Regions from separate parts of the Gossypium hirsutum genome. Here region 1 is linked to region 2. The links are chromatin contacts, called in public Hi-C maps. All regions are on one chromosome and are shown on one strand. The core of a region is the stretch at or near the end of the contact, and the rest is flanking DNA. Distances in the headings are between cores, read along the strand shown.

Region 1 (7,605 bases), core at 356-2,855, 170 kb after region 2:
TCCTGTCTGGTGGCCACACGAGCGTGTAAGACCCTCATACGGTTGTGTCTACTCTGCACTTGAACTTAGTGAAATAGGACAGTGTCTTACACGGTCTGATCACACGACCGTGCCTCTACACCACATGGACGTGTGCTTCTGTCACACTGCCGTGTGCTACCCTTCACACGAGCGTTTGGACCCCCATACGGCCTGGAGTGCTCTGCACGACCAGAGCACACGGGCATGTGGCCCTATCTCGCCAAACTTTAGGTTTTAGGTCAAATGCAAGTACAAATGCGACTCGGTGTGTTCCAACCCCCGACTAAGCCTTATTAGGGGTAATTATGACTTTGATTTAGGCTTGATATGTGTGCATTTGTGATTGGTTGTAAGATAAGTTGATACTGGATTCGAGATACGAAGGTACACATGTTTGATTCAGTAACTGATTGACCGGATGTGTGTGTCTGCTTTTGATTGACTGTCTGAATTTATATTCTGAATTGTGTACATTTGACTGCATACATACATACATATGCATAAATCTTTTTGGGTGGGATGTTGAAGAGAAGGGAGATTTAAGATTTGGCAGTTTGTCTGCATTCTGAAAGCCCCTTAATAATACCCAGAGGGTCATGGACGGTCCTAATACCCTGAGAGTCGTGGACATTACTGATAACGGTATAGCGGTTTACCGCCTTACACTGTACCGCATGTACGTTAGCTACGCTACGTACCATTATCTGATCTGGCAGTTTTATTGCACGTCTGTATCGTAGTTCACTGCATTACACAGTACAGCTTATACGCTAGCCTTGCTGCGTAGCACATCTGATCTGGCAGTTATACTGCATGTCTGTATCGCGGTCTTCCGCATGACACCGTACAGCTTACTAATAGCCCTAATACTCAGAGGGTCGTGGGCAGTCCCAATTCCCTGGGTCGAGGACAATATTGATGATCATCGTTGTCGGGAAACTCGGGATGATGTTCTGTGGAGTATAAGGTTGTATAGGCTTTTCGAGGTTCTACTCGGAGTGCAGGGATGGGTAGATTGATTAAATCCCCATAGGATGTGTCGGGTTGGACGAAGATGGTGTGTTGGTTGAATGGGTGGGTTATTTTATAATTCATTTGCACTCATATGCGTCTGTGTGATGCTGTGACTGCAATATCTATTTGACTGTCTAATTGAATTATTTGACTGTCTGATTGACTGAAAAGTTTGATTTTACTATTTGACTGAAAGGCACTCATATTTAAAGAAACCTTGTGTGATGGGCTAAAGCCCAACCGATTCTGATTCTGGAAAAAGGGCTTAGACCAGTTTGTAACTTCTAAGAATTTCTGATATTGTGTCTAACAGAGACATATGACTATAAAGTTACATATGGTCTATTTTGTTATAGTCGCTCTGTAAGTATGTTCCGCTGCTGAACTATTTTCAGGTTTACTGTATCTATTTCTATTTCGATAGCTAGTTAGTTTGATCTTACACTAAACTCGTATAGCTTACCCCCTTTTCTGTTTCCCCTTTCAAGTACATTTCGGGATTTTAGATACTAAACTCAGTATGCGGAAAATTGAAAGAAAAGGAAGAGAGGAGGGTTCTTCGATTGCAGATGGCTGCTGGGCCACACAACTCTATCTAACTCCACTGCAACTATCACCACATCCACCACACTTTCACTTTAACACTTCAACTTGAAACATCTGAACCTCCATTTGCCATCTGTTTGGTCCTCTCTCTGTCATTTCCCCTGACCGAATCTATTCTGCCCTTTTACGCCACAAACCCCACACAACCAGGTTAATTCTACAGTACGTCTTTCATTTCAACTCCAAATATCAATTAACTACTTCTGTCAGTCTAATCCTTATCTTCAATGTTAAACAACAATTATATAACCAAAATATCTAATTAATAATATATATTCATACTTTGAAATTTCCATAATATTTTTATAATTTGATAATCGATATAAAATCTGACCTAGGGACATGTTATGGAATTAACCCACGAATAAAAAAATAAAAAAGAAACTTAATATAAACGCCAAGGAAGTATACCCTTTTTCAGAGTCATAAACTACTTCTGCAACACCAACTTGATTCAGTCTCGATCTTTCCGCCGTTAATCAGCTACCCTGTCCCTCCAACGTTCTATATTTGATCTCTTTACTCTAAACAAATCACGCCCTCCACCTTCTGTTTTACTTCAATACCCCCTCCCCATTTTTCTACTGCTTTTGGGGTAATGCTGATTGCTTGAACTGCATCCCTTTGCTTCCATACATATTTCAGCTTGGAGATTTGAAGGTATTTTTGGGTTTTTGCTTGTTTCACCTTTTGGTTATTTTTGATATTACCCTTTGTTTTGATCTAAATATGACTGCTTCAAAGTTTTACCTTTCCTTTATTTCATTGTAGATTTGCTCTTGACTTGATATTTTCAGGGTGGATTTTTTTATTGTATTTTTTTACCCTTTTTGTGTTTTTTTTTTGTGGTTGGGTTCCTTAACCCAAGGAACTTCCTTTTGAGGGAAATTCATTTAATTGAAAATTTTCTTTTGACTTGGTCACACACCATTTGAATTTTGATGTTTTGAGGGTGGAATTTATGGTAACACTTGTTTACCCCTCATTTTTCTCTTTCTTTGATGATTGGTTTCTTAAAATCAGGAAAAAAAATGATTTTAAAGACTCTGTGGTAACATCTAAAAGCACCCAGGAAACTTCCTTTGAAGTATAATTCTTGTATATAATGGTTGTGGATATATCAAAATTAGGATTCTGTTTAATTAGTTAAAAAATGCTGATCTATGAAGTTAATAATGATTAATAGGAACATGGATTTTGTTCTGTGTCAATGCCTGGGTTACCTGTTAACCGGTTTCTTTGTCGAATTCATCTTGTTAGAAGAAAGTGATGTCTCTGTATCTACCTATGCAGCTGCATGTGCACTTTGTCATATGCATGGTTTGGCTGGCAGCTGGCCAAAGTTTGCTTATGAGAAAAAAAAAAAAACATTTTTGGTTAGTGATAGTGATTGGATGTGATTCTCTTTTCAGGAGAACTGAAAGAGATACATTCTTCTGGGGGGACAAAATCCTATAAATATGACTGGTTATATCGTTGGTGCGCTTGTTCCTATTGTTTTTACCCTTCTCCTTCGGAGTTCAAAGAAGGTAAAGAAGCGAGGGGTGCCAGTCGATGTTGGTGGGGAACCGGGGTATACAATCCGAAACAGTCGATTCCCTTCCCCTGTTGAAACATCATGGGAAGGTATATCTACTCTTGCAGAACTTTTTGAGCAGGCATGTAAGCAACACGCAGATAAACCATTGCTTGGAACTAGGAAATTGATTTTGAGGGAGGTTGAAGTAACTGAAGATGGAAGATCCTTTGAGAAGCTTCATTTGGGAGATTATGAATGGTTGACTTATGGGAAAACATTTGAAACCGTGTGTGATTTTGCTTCTGGATTGGTTCAACTTGGTCACAAAAGGGAAGAGCGTGTGGCAATCTTTGCTGATACCAGAGAAGAATGGTTCATTGCATTGCAGGTCTTATACAAAGCTTGTTAATTTTAAGTTGTAACTGAGGTGTAACATGCTTTCCTTTCCACAGATTAGAGAATACAACTAATATGGATCCTTCTTTCAGGCCTGCTTTAGGCTCAATGTGACTGTGGTGACCATATATGCATCTTTAGGAGAGGAGGCCTTATGTCACTCATTAAATGAGGTTCCATCTCTCTTTCCCTCTCTGCGAACATATTTGCATTTTTATAGAATTTCTTTCTTCCATTGCTACCAGTTCTAGTGCAAAAGGTCTGTTGGTAGTTAATAACTTTTCAACGATTTGCTAATTTTCTTTTTATTGAAGTGAAAAATATCATATTAGGAAGCTTATTAAAGGTTACATATACATTTCTATATATATGGTTAAGTTATTAAGTTGGTAATGCACTTTCCCAAGGTTAATGAGGTTACCGAATCATAATAGTATTCCCTGCATCTTATAATGTGCAACCAAGTGGAAAAAGTGATGATTCACAGGGTTAATTCTATTGAAGGTTTTTATGGTTTCCACATTCATTACTCATATTTATTTAAGTATACAATCTTTGCTCTTACAGACTGAAGTTACGACAGTGATTTCTGGTAACAAAGAACTAAAAAAACTTGTCAACATTAGCGGGCAACTTGACACTGTCACACGTGTGATCTGTATGGACGATGAATTTCCATCCAGTGCAAATGGTAGATGGACAATCTCTTCTTTTGCTGATGTCAAAAGTGTCGGCCGTGCAAGTCCCGTGGATGCCGATTTACCTCTTTCAGCTGATGTTGCAGTTATAATGTATACTAGTGGAAGTACCGGATTGCCTAAGGTTAGAAGCGTCTATTTTTGTTCCAGTTCTTTTGTTCTCTTATTGATTTATGTTAGCAAATAGGTGGAAAGCATGATGTTATCTTTTAAGTCTTGCAAAATGGTTAAGATTAGGCATCCATATTGTTAACCCTATTGAAATACATCAAATTTGTACAGGGTGTGATGATGACGCATGGCAATGTACTAGCTACGGTTTCTGCAGTTATGACAATCGTTCCTGGACTTGGGAGTAAGGATGTTTATCTTGCTTATCTGCCGCTTGCTCATATTCTTGAATTAGCGGCTGAGGTATGTATGTTGTCTTGGATTGGATTATAAAGATTAACAGCAACTTGAGTTTGATCTTTGATTATATTTCAAATTTGTATACCTGCAGAGTGATAACATTTTTAACTTTCTTTTTGCTATTGTAGAATTTAATTCCTGCTGTTGGAGGTATCATAGGATATGGAACCCCTTTGACTCTCACCGATACATCCAACAAGATAAAAAGGGGAACAAAGGGGGATGCCACTGTTTTAAGTCCTACTGTGATGGCAGCTGTCCCAGCAATTCTTGATCGTGTTCGTGATGGAGTGCGAAAGAAGGTTAGAAACTTTCAATGCTACAAACATGCAACTACTTTATATGCATATATACTGTGAATAAACTCATTTCTTTCTTGGTTTGTGAACTTTAGGTAGACGCAAAGGGTGGACTAGCCAAGAAATTGTTTGACTTGGCTTATTCCCGTAGATTATCTGCAATCAATGGTAGTTGGTTTGGTGCCTGGGGCCTGGAAAAGTTCCTATGGGACTTTCTTGTCTTTAAAAAGGTCCGAGCAGTTCTCGGTGGTCGCATTCGATTTTTGTTATCTGGTGGTGCTCCTTTATCTGCAGATACTCAGAGATTTATCAACATCTGCCTTGGGTTAGTATGTTTATTTCAATTTATCATTATATAAAGTAAATATACGGATCCTATGGTGCTGCTCTTCCATTCCCTGGCACATAAGCTTGCAGTCAACACACAAGCACATTTCTGTAGTTCTATAACAATTGTTGTTCTGAATATAATCAAGGTGTTGTTTAATGAATCTCTATATTTTATATACTGGTTTACAGAATATACTATATGACTTATAGTGATTTTACATGTAATAAAGAGTTAGGAAGAAAAAGAATGTTGTAATTTTATCAAATGATATAAAATCTCTGAATGCAATAAATTTAAGTACTAAGCATTTTTTTTACATTGAAAACATTCTACTAAGTGGTTTCCATTTAATATTTTAAGTAGCATACTCTCATCGGATTTCATTTTTCAGTGCTCCAATTGGCCAAGGGTATGGTTTAACTGAGACTTGTGCTGGTGCCACCTTTTCTGAGGTTGATGATACATCCGTTGGTCGTGTTGGTTCTCCACTTCCTTGCTCCTTTGTCAAGGTAAGAGATGGTTGTGATTAATTTCACTAGTTTGAGCAGTATGACTTTTGACCTGCTCACATTCTTTACTTCAATGTTCTAAGGAACTCTTTTTAGAATGTCTGGTCAAAGCTTCACTTTCTCCTTGTTATTCTCTCTCTATATGATCTATGTTGTGGGGTTGTTGATTCCGGTTGGTGGATTCATTTCTGACTTGCATTATGTTTTGTTTCTTTCAGTTAGTAGATTGGCCTGAAGGTGGGTATTTAATTAATGATTCACCAATGCCTCGTGGAGAAATAGTAGTCGGTGGTTCCAGTGTAACACTTGGATACTTTAAAAATGAAGAGAAAACAAAAGAAGTGTACAAGGTAGGCATTCGAACTCTTAAAATCCGCATTCCTTTTCTCTCTCTTAGTTCTTAAGATTCTTAGTAAATTGATTATTTTGATCTTTTTGATGTGGAGAAGGTTGATGAGAGAGGAATGAGGTGGTTCTATACTGGTGATGTAGGACAGTTTCACGCTGACGGTTGCCTCGAGATAATTGACCGTAAAAAGGACATTGTCAAGCTTCAGCATGGGGAATATGTTTCTTTGGGAAAGGTATGAATCAATGTTTCTAGTCAAACAAGGATGTTCTTCGGATGTTCCATGGTAGCTAATTTTATCTTCTACAGGTTGAGGCTGCTCTCAGCATCAATCCCTATGTTGACAATATTATGTTGCATGCTGATCCGTTCCATAGTTACTGTGTGGCTCTTGTTGTGGCTTCCCAGCATGCAGTGGAAGATTGGGCTTCTAAGCAAGGAGTTGCTTTTACTGATTTTGCGGAATTGTGTGAGAAAGAAGAAACTATCAAGGAAGTACTCTCGTCTCTCGTTCAGGTATATCTCTACTCTCTAGAATAACATTCCAGTGATTTAAAACTTATCTTAGTCGTAGGAGGATCTTCGAATTTACCGAATAAATTTTAAAAAGAAAAGACATAAGCTTTTAGGAGGGTGCCTGGATATATACATTTTTTCACCGATTATCCCACACCAATCTTTCATTTTGAATACTGCTTTTATTTGCAGATCGGCAAGAAGGCAGGACTGGAGAAGTTTGAGATTCCAGCTAAAATCAAATTGCTTTCAACTCCATGGACTCCAGAATCCGGGCTTGTCACCGCAGCTCTAAAGATCAAGAGAGAGGCCATCAGGAAAGCTTTCTCTGAAGACCTGGCTAAGTTATATACATAATAGTTTCAAGAGGATTTTGCTTCTTTTTACGTAGGACTTTGCTGATGAACGAAGACTGCTTGAAGATCATCTGATTATACATTCCTACTTTTGTACCTTTGTACTTGCAGTTCAGGTTTTCTATTCTAAAGAAACAAGCACTGGTTTTTCTTTATTTTAATTTTTATCATTGCAATTCAGTGTTCTCTCCCAGGTTAATTTTAATTCATACCCTTTTCACCTATTATAACCCAGATTTTTTAGCCTTCTACTTGCATTAAATTGATATAGGAAATTGTTGGTATTTTCTAGTGAAGGTTATCTGGGTTAAATGCTGAGCTAATAATTTTTTGTTTGAGTTTGCACAGCCAGTAAGTGTTGAACCCTATTCTAAACCTAAATCCTAACCCTAAAATTCTGCTATAATCTTACTCCTTAAATCTTAAATTCTAACTAACCTTAATCCGCTGATTAGTTTTTATTTAATTAATATAAAATTTTCAAACATCTAGGGTGTAGTGATATTTGAAAGATGTTAATTACAAATTTTAATTTATTTAATAAATGCTCTAGTAAGTACTTCAAAAATAAGTTAAAATT
Region 2 (7,520 bases), core at 2,572-5,071:
AGAAAATAAGAAAAGTGATTATTTTCCATCCTAATATATAAAAACCAATCCTTTCAAATTGGAAAAATGAGACGAGAAAATAGAAGAGAAATGTATGCTAATTCAAAATTTATATATTTCCTACTAAAAACACGTATGAAAAGAAAAATTATATTTTTCATTGTACTAATTTTTTACCCCTTTAATTTTCCATCTTTCTAATTTTCTTTCCTTTGAACCAAGTTACTCATTGATTCTAGAAATGTGACTAAAGAAATTCCAAACACCAAGTCTAGCTTCAAGAATGTTTCCCCTTAAATTCCAATGTAGTTTTTGTGCTCAGGTGAATTCGGGCTCTCTTTTTACCTATTCTCTTAGGCTCATCAGAGGCCCTCATTTCACATTTCGTGGGCTTGCATGATATTAATTGGAAGGTGTCTGAATTTGGCAAACATTGTCATTCAATTATCTTTAAAAAAAAAAGAGAAGGGAATGGCATGAATGCTATTTGGGAGTTTATTCTAATGTGCTATCTTTATTGTTAAAATGTTTAATTTATATAAAAGTTTAATTTTGTCAACCAATCTAATTTTTAACCATTTGGTATATGAAGTTTAATTTTATTAACCAATCCAAACGGTTTTAATACACGGGTCAATCATGAGATGACTCAGGTATATTTGTTGACTTTGACTTTTTAACTTAAAAGTTTAAGGATTTAAGTCTAAGTTACCAATAATTATTATTAATAAAAAATTCTATAAACAAATGAATAATAGATTTTATCTCAAGCATGGAGTTTAAACAAGGAATTGATCTCAAACAGATGAACACTAAAAAAACCCAAAATGCTTTAAAATTGGAAGGAAAAAAAAAAGAGAGAAGAGAATTTCAAAGTAGTTGCACAATATCTAACAACAATTGTGAAAAACAAAATCATCCAAATGGATCCATTTTCAAAACTAAGCCCACTTTTTTTTTCAAGTTCCTCTTGGAATTTGAAGCAAAACTATCAAATGTTGGTTGAAATGTGTAATATATTGCTTGATCTAATTGATTCAAAGTTAAAATTTCAAATTGCTGGATTTTTGAAAGCTCTCCAAATTATTATTATTTTTTATTATTGCTCTTCCTTTGAAAAAAAAAAACCCATTTTTTCCCTTTAAAATTTTTATTTGGCTTTAAATAAATAAATTAAGAAGAGTCTATGTACAAAGAAGGCTTGAATTTAAATAAATAAATTAAAAAGAGTATGTACAAAGAAGGCTTGAAAATTGGGTGTTCAGAGATGAATAAATGGAAATTTTGAGCTTAAAAACAGAGAAGGGCAGTGAAATCTGAAGGAAAAGGTTCATAGAAGTCCCTGTCACTACCTCCTCCTCACACAACTCATCATCGGCAACGAAGCTCCAAGCCACGACGTAGATGCCCCTCCCCGAAAAAAAGACATTTGAAAAAATTGAAATTAAAATTCAATTGATAGCACTTTCTATGGATTCTCATTAAATTTGAATATACAACAATTTTAAATTTAAAGATCTGATTTAAAAATTAGAAATATATATTACATTTCAAATTTAATAAAAATTAGTTAAAAATAATATTAAATCAAGGTTAAAATATGTTATAAGTCTCTTACTCTTCACAAAAATTTAACCACTGTACTTTTCAGATTTCAAAATTCAAATTGAGTGTTTAAAATTTTTTGTTAAATTTGTTAATGTGACATTTTTAAAAAAAATATTTACTTGGTAAACATGTAACCAAAAAAAATATTGTGATGAATTTGAATTTAACAAAATAATTCTAACAATAATGACAATTGAAATTGAACCTTGAAATCTAAAAGTAGGACTAAATTCTTAAAAATAAAAGTAAATGGACTAAATTTTAAATTTATGAAGAGTGACAGATTTTAACCTTAAATCAAATAAGGCCTAAATTTCAAAGAATACATGGACTGACGGCATAATTACGAATTAGACCATATAAATAAACATATAATATAACTAAAGAAATCTGTTTTTCAGCATCATGAACCTGGCATTAGCAAATTATTTTTTTAGAACAAAAGGCCACGAAATAGCCAGCGATTCCCGTGACTTTCATCTGCAACAAAGATAAAAATTATCATGGTTTTGCATCATCACAGTTGCCTCCCAACACCCCCCACTTTAACCCCTCCCTCCTCCCATCCATCATTCTTTTTGTCTCTCTCTATCCCCCCTTTTTTTTTTTGAGTATTCAGTTCATTTTAGGCCCCCGTTGGCCTGTTACTACAGTATCAGTCATCTCTTAATAGTAAAGCCCACGACTTCCCAGAAGCACCCCCGCCAAGGCCCTCAACATAACCCTCCATTTCTTTTTTTTTCTCTCTTCTATCCTCTTTCTCTTTCCCTTGGTTTCTAGTTAGTGTATTAAGTGTTTTTGGCAACCAAATTTAGGGTCATTTTTGAGGCAATTAAGTGGAAATGAAGGTTGGAAATCAAAATCTCGGAGGTGGGGAGGAGGGAACAGCAAGTATAACAACGTTGGTGGGAGCAGTTGTGGTGGGTTTGAGACAAGTTTTAACTCAGATGGAAGGGCCTAACATGTATGGCAACGGGGTTGATAATGGGTTGGTGTTAAGGAAGAGAGTGCCTGCAGTGGATGAGAGCTCACATTCTAAGCATGCAATGATTTGGGCACTCACTCATGTGGCTAACAAGGGTGTGATTTGCTTACTTTACTTCATGTTATACCCCCAACCCAAAAGACCTCTGATTCTTGTTCTTGTTCTCCTTACCTTGCTAACTCTCTTAGGTCTCCTAGTTTATTACTTTTACTCTTTTAAACCCATGTTCTCTTTTTACTTCCTTGCTTTTGCTTTACAAGACATGAAGTCTTTTCCTGCTAGAGTTTATCTTCCCCATGGGAATTTTTACAGATGCTTTAGTCTTCATTTGTTTTCTTTACCAAGAACACAAGCTCTTCGACTCTTTATTTCTTTACGACAAAGACAATTCTTTCGAGCTTTCAGTATATATGAATACTACAACATTTATTGCTTCGATTTTTAAGAGGCTAAGGCAGGAAAATTCCACTCTTCTCTAAATCTGTTGATTGGTTGATTTGATTCTACAAAATTACTGCAGTTGATCACAGAACTATTTATTATCAGAAATTTGATCTCAAAGAAGAAGATATTCACCTCTCAACTATGCAAATACCCAAAAGTTCTAGCTTCCTCGCAAAGATTACTAAAATCCAATTCAGAGTTCAAACAACGAACTTCGCTGGTGGTGATTTTACACCTTTTGCAGAATCTCCTGGCAAAAAAAGAAAAAAAACACAAAAAAGGTCAACAAAATGCGATTTAAAGTGCTTCATATTAATGATTAGTGCAGATCCATGAGATATTTTTCAATTGAAACACTGACCCAAATAAACCCTAATAAACCGTAGAGGAAAGGAAGTTACCGGTTGGAGGAGTTGGGGATTCACCGTAGATAGCTTTGAGGGAATCGAGAGGGACAAGAGGAGAAGGGGAGGACGCTTCGGCGAAGAGCTGCTGCTTCCAATCCCACATAACCTTTTTGAGGGCTTTGTTAGATTTGGTCAAGGAATCTTTCTGGGCTTCCAAGGATTCAATAACATTTTGCTGGTTCAGAGATCGAATGCCTAATACCGCAAATGATGTGACCAAGCACACATCGATCACCACGTTGTTGTTGGCTGCTCTGCTTGCTAGCCCCACCAATTTGTTGGCAAACTCCATTTCCCTTTTGGGTTTTGAGGTTTTCCAACTTCCAGAGATTTTAACTTTTCCATGAAAAAGAAGCAAGGACAAGTTTCGCAAAAACGGGGCTGGGCTTGGTCTTGGGCCTGAGCTATAAATATCTCCATTCGTAGGAACTCACATCAAAATTTTCTTTTCCAAGTTATTATTTTTTAAGCTTAAATTCTATGTTAATCCTTATTGTTTATATTTTAATTTGATTATTTTAAATCTATATAATTTTTGAATTTTAGAATTTAAATATTAATTTGATAATAGCTGTTAAATTATATATTAAATTAAGCTTTTTTTATTAAAATATGGTACGAAAATTAAATGTAGAGCAATTTAATGAATATATTATATATATTTATGATATGATATGATTTATAAATAATGTTTTAGCCATCTAATGTATGGTCATTGGTAAACTCTTTGGTCATGATGATATGTGTTAATTCATTTAATAAGTGTATAAAAAAAATTAAATATTGAATTTAAATTATAAATCTTTCTAGAGTATTATTTAAAATTAGATGAAATAAAATAAAATAATAAAAAAATTTAATTTTATTGTATGTTCTTATCTATTTATTATTTTTTTATAAAAAGAATAAATTTTATAGTGAAAAAAATCAATTTATCAAACAGGGCCTACTGTATAGACGAGTAGAACAAATTCCGAATAGAAAGATAGATGTGCTTACTCCACTTCCAAACGATAAACAACAGGGGAAGAAAATTCGTGGGTGCCCAACTTGGTTCTTGTAAGCAAAGTAAAGAATAGAATAGTGTTAACCCAGCATCCAAACACAGTATAATTGAACTGTTTAGCTTGCTTTTCTTCTTCTTCTTCTTCTTCTTCTTTTGTTGCTAAATTAGAACTGAAGTGAATTGAAGTCCCCAAATATTTTGTTTGCAAATTTTGGATGGGTAATTTGAAGACTGATTCTCCACTCTCTCGTCGCATCGTTCGTTCCTTCTTAGATTTCCTCAACTCCGGTACTCTTTCTCTCATCTCTCATTTTTTTATCCTGTACTTTTCTCATATTTTGTCATTCAATTAGCTTAGCTTAGCGTTTCTCACTAATTCCTTTTTTGTTTCTTTATTTTGCTATGTTTCGATTGATTTTGGCTTCTGAGAAAGCAAAATTAGGCAGTGATTGTTGAGAAGTAGGTTGTGTGATGAATGTGAATATGATAGTGTGTCAATGGTGTGGCATCGGTGATATAGGATTTGGTTGGTCATTGATCTTTAAATTATCTGGAAAAAAAGTTATAACATTTGAAGTTTTATCCTTGGAGCAGCCACTGGAGTTTCTGTAACCATGAGCTGATGGTGCTATTTGTTAACTAGTCAAATTGTCTTAGGATGCAACCTCAATAGGTTGTAAGGAAACAAGTGGATTGGTATTCGTGTGCAAATTCTTTGAGAGTAATTGTGGAAGGGTACTTTTGAAATGCGTGATTGGTATCATGTCTGTTAAGTTACAAGACTTTTGAGATCATAGATGTCATCAGATAATGATGGTTGCTGGCACTGAGATTATATAAAGTTTCTCCTTTTCTTCCACCTCTCTTTATTTATTGTTTGCGGGGTTAGGGCGATGGAGGGCTTAGGGTTGTGAAGTGGGTTGATTTGAGGTTTGCCTCAAGCATATGAATTTGTTTCTGGATCTTATTTTGTTTAGATTGTGTGTCACTATTATATCTCCTTGTTGTGGTTTAATCGTATTTGATTATTTTCTACTTGATTTACTGTGTTTACTCAACCTGTTAAAACATTTCTACTAATGGGTGTGTTTTCTGTTAAATAGTTGAACCTGCCCCAGGGGTTGATTTTGAAGGCCTTGAAGTTGCCAGGGAATGTTTGCTGGAGGTGTTTAAACTTGACTCAGCTTCTATAAATGATGTGAAATCTGATAGTTTAGTTGACATATTCAGTTCATTGGAAGCAAGTGAGGATAAGAAGATTAAATTGGATCTCAGTCACAGGGGAACTTCTGATAGTGACCCCTGTTCCTCCTCTGCCTGTGATGTAAGAAGTGCTAATTCTGTGGAGGCAGCAAAACTGGTATTTTGTCTGTCTTCTTGTTTTGGAAATTTATTAAAGCATTTTGGGCTTTAGGTTTTAAATTAGGTGAAGTTTAGTGTGGAAAAATTTTCTCTGGAAATGGATACCTTTCTTTCTGATTAAATGCATGTTGTTGTCGAGGTAACTAACTTTCAGTAACATTTTTATTGGAAATAGTGGGATACAATCTCATGTCCAATTCTGGATGCAAACTGTTCTATGTGACTTGATGTTTGATAAAGTTAAAGGGGGATCTGGTTGGGTGGAAGGGACTGTGTACTGTAGCATGGATATAGTCATTTCATGAAGGGACTATTATTAATGGTTTGTTACTATCTTGCTGTGTCAACTGCTGTGATAACAAATTGCATTTAGAGTTTTTGTCTTGCAGAAGTAAGTAACTACTCAGTTTTGAATTCATTCTCTGACTATGTAATGTTAAACCTCTAGGAATTATAGAGGCTGACCAATTTGCTTTCTGAATTAGATTTGCACTAATTTTTCTGTTCTAATTCTCCAATTGGTCTCTCATCTTTGTGATTAGCATTTTATTCAATGAGCAACTGAAGAACAATGAAGGGAGAAAATGTTCAAATCAATTGCTTCATATGAATATTGACGCATACTTTTATTCTGCATTGTCTAAGAACATAATTAAAGTTCTTATACTCTTATGATAGCATTGAATTATTACAATATGCGTCTACAAGCTATTAAAATTCACATGACATTTTAGAGGCATTATATTATTGTGGTATGCATCTTTTGCAGTACTTGTGTTCCTTTCTGAGTACTTGGACAATATTTTTTTTCTGATTTCTTTCTAATGCGATTTGTTTGTTGGTTTTGCTGAATCAGGGGGATAACTGGACTAGAGAAACTCAGTCTTCTGGTATGACCATGCTATTTGTCTTGATAATTTCACATTTTTTATTTTTTAGTTTTGGAGTTGAAATGGTTTTACATTTGTGTCATCTTTTTCAGTGCTTTAGTTTATACAGAATAATTGAATTTGATACCAATGTAACTTGCAGGAGTCTCTAAGGATGAACTCTTTGGGCAATTCTTTGCTGCACTGGAGAAAATTCACTTTTTTAGGCCGATGACTGATGGGAATGATGATCCTGCCCAACTGGATAAAGCCACTTGTTTATTTGAAGATGCTTTACATGTTTGTTTTGCTCTTTTATATGTTATAAATGACGAGTTGGTTGTTTCTTAATTTAATTATTCCAAAGTGATTGTTCGTATTGAGGTATCTTCTAGTTTGCCATATGGTTTCTAGTTTAGTGTTACATTGTCCATGTTCCATTTGAATTAGTTTCTGTGTATTCCGAGCTTCAATTCCATTATTAACCCACTAAATAAATTGGCTGAATCACATGGGACAGGCCATCTAAGGTGATTTTTTAGTCCTCATGTTTAGTATCTTTACTGTAGAACATTCAGAAGGTGCACTGAAATTAAATAGCTAAATTACTGGGTTTAAAGGCATTAAACAATAATATTTATCCTGTGTCTTTCCAGAGACTTGACTGAAAGTCAATGTCCAGGGAAGTAAGTTCTAACATCAAAGGATAGCCAAGGATATGGGGGTCATGAATATTTCAGAAGGGCATGGATTTATTCATCAATAACGATCTTTTTCCTAAATAGAGCTATTTACTTTGCGGATCTCTGGTGGGTGTCTTCTGATTATGTAATCAGAAC

Evidence for each region. A called contact is a pair of places that touch in the nucleus more often than the background predicts.
Region 1: a Hi-C map of leaf shows a contact between it and region 2, with 6 times the contacts expected there. The contact joins the promoter of LOC107962519 here to the promoter of LOC107962512 in region 2. A contact is called at or near these places in 5 of 34 Hi-C or Micro-C datasets (callus, hypocotyl and leaf).

The regions. Positions count from the first base shown.
Region 1 is chrA06:7,480,794-7,488,398 of Gossypium_hirsutum_v2.1, forward strand. LOC107962519 (long chain acyl-CoA synthetase 9, chloroplastic) reads left to right here and starts at 1,606. Exons shown (of 12, transcript XM_041115006.1): 1 at 1,606-2,301; 2 at 3,054-3,548; 3 at 3,649-3,729; 4 at 4,124-4,378; 5 at 4,537-4,668; 6 at 4,794-4,967; 7 at 5,060-5,289; 8 at 5,687-5,804; 9 at 6,023-6,154; 10 at 6,254-6,388; 11 at 6,463-6,669; 12 at 6,862-7,180. The coding sequence starts at 3,102. The coding sequence ends at 7,026.
Region 2 is chrA06:7,304,357-7,311,876 of Gossypium_hirsutum_v2.1, forward strand. It overlaps LOC107962512, which reads right to left and starts at 3,822. Exons shown (of 3, transcript XR_001701654.2): 1 at 3,439-3,822; 2 at 3,170-3,287; 3 at 1,849-2,088. It also overlaps the pseudogene LOC107963239.